Linked DNA regions of Danio rerio: region 1 is linked to region 2. Evidence: chromatin contacts called from public Micro-C data. All regions are on one chromosome and are shown on one strand. The core of a region is the stretch at or near the end of the contact, and the rest is flanking DNA. Distances in the headings are between cores, read along the strand shown. Region 1 overlaps coro1ca (coronin, actin binding protein, 1Ca). Region 2 holds the start of ssh1a (slingshot protein phosphatase 1a).

Region 1 (2,700 bases), core at 95-2,594, 190 kb after region 2:
TTGATGGGTAGGTGGATGGGGTAATGGTTAGATGTAGAAAACAGCTTTCTTTTATAAATAAAGTAATACCTACAGTATATAGTAATAGATGAATATTAAAATATGAATACTTTAAAATATTATAAAATGTTTTTTGTAAAATGTAATGCATATTTTTAAACTAAATTTATTTGTTAAAGGAAATCTAAGTATTCTATTCAGTATAGCATGTTATAATTGAGAATGAAATCCAACTTCCTAAATAACACCTTTGCTTTTACATGTTACTCTGCCTCAGTTGTTCTGTTACTCTCACGTTACTGTGCAGCTCAGGATGTTTTCATTTTGTCCTGCAATAAACCAGACAACGTTATTGTGCTGTATTTTTGATGTGTTCTGCAACCCCTGCGGTCATTCTGAAGCTTGTTTATTGATGTTTGGATTTGAGATTTCTTTAATAGATTCTGTCATGTGAACACAGCAAATCTGGAGGCCTGCTCTTCTCCACTGTTTTACATTAGTTTAAGCCCAGCCTGAAGTCATTGAATCTGCGGTTACTATTTTATAGTTGTGAGGTCAGTCTTGTTGGCTCTCCATCCATTTATCACTCTGTTAGCCCTTATTTGGCCATAGAATAGAAAAACAGCAGTGTGTAATGTTGAGTTGCACGGTACAGTCTGTCATTCTTCCCTCTCAGGTTTATAACATTTGAAGTATAATCATTGATCATCCATCCAAAAGGAAAATGCACTCAATTTTAATTTTCTTTCTCGGTCACAAAAAAATCAATGTTAGTAAATAAATTACCTAACATTATACAATACAACATTTTAAGGTAAAGTGTTACCCTTACTTATATAGAACACAAAATGTGACATTATGAAGAATGTTCGTTAATGATAGGACATAGTAGGTAAAAAATAAATAAAAACTACTATTATATGGCAGTCAATGGCTACCGATATCAAATATTTGTAATAATATCATCTTTTTTGTTCAGAAGAAGGAAAAAAATACTCTGATTTGGTTTGTCACCATTTGAAGATGACTATATAAAGATAGAATTTTTATTTTTGGCTAAAAGGTGCTGGAGGTATTTTCATCGGTTATGATTGTGATGATGATATTGATGTTGATAAATACAGAATTAAGACGACTTCATGCAGTAATTGTCCTATCGTAATGAATTATTTCAAAGAGCTGTTGAATAAATGCTGAAAATGAACACGTAGAGGAAGAGTTGAAGTCAAAGAGAGGCTCTAAGAAGTTCTAAATCACATGAGAGTACAGTGTTTCTACTATATAAAGCTAAATGTACAACACTATACTTTGTGTTTCTTGTTTTCTTGCTGAGTGATAAATCGCTGCTTTATTTGTCCTCTGCTGCCACCTTCTGGAGCTTCGTGATTATTATAAATGTCCAACTTGATGTTTTTTTTCATCAGATTTTGGGATCATAATGCAATTGATAACCGCTCTTGTGATACAGTGCTGATTTAGTGTGTGTGTGTGTGTGTGCGTGCGTGCGTGCGTGCGTGCGAGCGTTGGGATTACAAAGGGATTACAAAGTAATTGCATTAAATAAAAATAATAATAATGCCTATTTTTATTTATAAAAATGATTTTTATTTTTCTTGTCATAATAATAATAATACTAATTATTATTATTAATGATAATAATAATAGTTATTAATAATAAATAATAAATATAAATAACTTAGTATATATATATTTGTTTTTATTATTCATTTACTTATTATTATTATTACTAATGATAAAAATTTAATATTGATGATGATGATGATGATGATGATAACAATAATAATAATATTATAATAACTATTTTATTATTTTAAAATAACTTAACAATTATTTATTTATTTCTTTATTTACTTGTTATTAATATTGTTGTTGTTTATTATTATTTTTTTATTAATATTGATACTACTACTACTACTACTACTACTACTAGTAGTAGTAATAATAATAATAATAATTGTCATTGATAATAATACTAATACTAATGACAATAATAATATTTGCATTTCTGGCAACTCAAATAACAACCATAGTTAACAATACACACCACATCACTTAATTACAACAAATTACAAGGGGTAAAAATTAAGATGTGTTAATTGTTGTTGTCAGGTGTGGCAGATCCCAGAGAACGGGTTGGTGACTTCCATGTCAGAGCCAGTGGTGGTTCTGGAGGGTCATTCAAAAAGAGTGGGAGTTGTTACCTGGCATCCTACTGCACGCAACGTCCTCCTCAGTGCAGGTATGAAAGGTTTCGGCAATCATCTAGAATAGATGCCCTAATCAATGCCTATCAAAAAAAAACTTAAATAGATAAAAACTGCTCAGTATCTGTGATATAGATTTTAGACATGATAGTTTTTAGCTTGCCTCTATAAATCGTTATTTTATTCACTAAACAAATGAATTTCAACATTTGACAGGATAGAAAAGACTGAACTTTGACAATTGTTGGTATAAGTGTTCTATTATTCCATGCGAGTTCAATACAAACTCAGGAGGCAGAAATAGAATTAAAAAATATTAGTAATTTATTAAGTACAAATGAATAATTCGATTAGGGCCCTGGGTCACCCAAATGTGTCCTATTGGTTATACAATGCTATCCAAGAAAACACATCAGGCTCTCTGAGTGTTTCTTAGGACTAAACACCAAGTTTATATTCACAGAAGAAGAAGGCG
Region 2 (2,700 bases), core at 46-2,545:
ATCTTCTTAATGTAAAATTAAATACAATAAAATCACACAAAAGAGAAAAACAAGTTCACAAACTAACCATATGTACAGTTATTCAGCCATATTTGTGATTAGATTTTAAGATTTGTATCATGTGCAGTATTTAAGGAATGTTCCACTATTCACGAGGGCCCCTGGTTTTGAAAAGAAGTTATGACATCAAAACATTAATGGTTATAGACAGATTTGACAAAATTTTTCATGAGTTATATAATTAATTTTAATTTTTGGCATTGGTCAGGCCCCCATAATTTCCCAGGGGTCTAAGCAGTTGCTTACCTTGCTTATTGGTCCACCTTATAAGTCCACCCCTAATTGAATGTATAACCTACTACAGTCATACAAGCCCTAGAACCCTAATTCCTATATGGAATAACTGACTTTCCGTCACAAAAACTAATTATTATTTATTTATTCTGACCGTTTGTCATATTCTAAAAAATAACTGCTCTAATAACAATTATTTTTATGTGAAATATGGAAGAAATGTTATCAGACCGTTGTAAAATAACCCAAATAACAAACACACTTAAGTAAATCCACTAAATACAGAGAAAGTAAAAGGTGGTCTGTTTCCATAACTATATCTTATGGTTTCAAATTCCTGGAGGGCAGCAGCTCTGCTCCAACCAGCTCCAACTCACACCTGCTTAATATGTAGTCTCTAGTAATCTTGAACATCTTTAGTTGGATCAGCTGTTTGATTAGGATTGAAATCGATTTTGAGTTAATGGTTACACACAGTGACAGCAGTGGCCTGAATTATTACATCGCTCCGCCAGTAGGTGTTGTCAAATATGTATTTTTGTGCAATTATGAATCACTTCAGTCATCGACTCACCAATTGAACTGATTCACTACTCGACTGAATCGATTACCACCGCAACACACTCCTTTAAAAACATCTTCAAATAAGTTATTTTAACTTTAAACTAATGTTGTCAACTGCAGTGTATAGCTTTTTAAAAAAGCCTAAGATTGATACTTTCCACACAGGAGAAGTTCTCCATGTTTAATCAAATATTCAACGTGATTCAAAACACTACTGACTCGCTCAGTAAAAGGCGTGTTCCTTCAGTAATCTCAACCAATGATATTCATCCTCCACATCCAACACTCGAAGGCTATTGGCTCCTGCTAGAATCAATCATCACGACAGAACGCAAGCCACTCACTTTGAACAGCGACAAGCAAAGAAAGACGTTCACATCAAAAGATTCATTCAAAACACCGATTCGTACGAACACACCGCTAATGAACAACTGTGGGCATCAGTAGCGGTGCGAGTTTGAGCCCCATGCGGTAGTAAGTGAGTGAGAAGCACCAAAACAACATCCAGCTCATGTCAAAACGGAATCAACGATACAAACGAGCCGCTCAGCCATGGCATTTTAACAACAGCGAGCGCGTGGAGTCGCAGCGCAGTCCCCGAAGATCTGCCGGGGGAAATCCGCTAGCCGGTTTAGCTTGTGACAGATAGACTGGCCGTTGTGCTGGGAGGTTTCCATCCATGGCTCTGGTCACTCTGCAGCGCTCGCCCACTCCCAGCGCCGCGTCCACTTCCAGCACCGCCACCACCAACGCGGGGGAGGTAAGCGGAAACGAGCACGAGGTGTGGGAACTATGTATTCCTCAATAAAAACATAACGGGACGCTTATATATTTCACTCACGTAGGCCCGATGCTAATACAGCTCAGGAGGTAGAGCTAAACAGCGGGATGCCATCAGGATAGATGTGGGATTGAACGCTGTGTCATCGTGTTTATCTGCTCAAATCACACTTGGGCATTTTCTGCACTACTTGATGTTATTGACCTCAGTTTTACTTGATCATTCACATTCATCTTTTGGGAAGGTGTTTAATCAGTGCTGTAGAGTAGACAACTTACAGGCAGTGTTTATGGTTGTGGTTGGATGGAGCTCGATGCTCTTGTTGTGTTGGATGCTGATCAAGTCTTTCATCAATAGAAAGTGTTTGGCAGTGATGTTAGCTGTTTATTGCTAGATGTTTAGATGTTTATTGAGCTAATGGCTTGTTTATAGGCTGTCCTGCAATTTGTTGTGTAGATAATATATATGACTTTACATAAACTACCCACCGCTTTAGGAGTTGTCAGTGATAACAGGAGAAATTAACGACGTCTTCGGACTTCAGATGTCAACTGTCTATAATTTTACTTTATTTGATGCTGGTCACTGCTGTGTTGACATCACGTGATCAGTCGTGTAATTGACTTGAGTCATTGTGCAAGGTGCATTGCAAAGCAAAAACACATTAAAAAGTTGTCTAAATCTACTGGTGTTTTTATTTTTGGGCAGTGTGGTGGATTGTCTTTATTTAATACCCTCATTAAATAAAGAAACCAGAATCCTCTCTTGGTTATATTTCTTAGCTAGAGTTTTGTTTAGGGCTATCTTTTGGAATGTTGTTCAAGGAACAAATTAGATTAATATCTTACCACACAAGCTAACTTGATGGGTTCTGCAAATTAAGCCAATGTAGTACTCCAGTAATGAAAATTAATAAAATATAGTTAAAAGAAGAATAAAAACAAATACGAGAATAAAACAAAATCCTTTACTTCATCATCCGCTGAGAATAAAGGGCCTAAGACATTTACTACAGAGAAGTCAAGTTTTATCACTTCATTTTTTTGCTGGGTTCCAGGACA

Evidence for each region. Hi-C and Micro-C count contacts between places; a contact is called where the count stands out from the background.
Region 1: a contact with region 2 is called in a Micro-C map of caudal fin, with 5 times the contacts expected there. The contact joins the enhancer-like site here to the promoter of ssh1a in region 2. A contact is called at or near these places in 4 of 18 Hi-C or Micro-C datasets (caudal fin, embryo, hematopoietic stem cells and 1 more) and 2 of 4 datasets of contacts at active chromatin or transcription factors (caudal fin and embryo).

Annotation. Positions count from the first base shown.
Region 1 is chr5:21,126,232-21,128,931 of GRCz12tu, forward strand. coro1ca (coronin, actin binding protein, 1Ca) reads left to right here. Exons shown (of 11, transcript NM_201295.1): 4 at 2,131-2,260. Among named protein-coding and RNA genes, the nearest start is that of selplg, 22 kb to the right of the region's middle. Within about 2 kb of position 1,345, at least 4 of the 62 cell types and tissues checked have an H3K27ac peak or open chromatin away from gene starts, as enhancers often do. A contact at or near this core is called in caudal fin, where this site is marked.
Region 2 is chr5:20,934,709-20,937,408 of GRCz12tu, forward strand. It overlaps ssh1a (slingshot protein phosphatase 1a), which reads left to right and starts at 1,296. Exons shown (of 16, transcript XM_005165198.6): 1 at 1,296-1,618. The coding sequence starts at 1,538. It also overlaps a transcript of dao.3 not described here.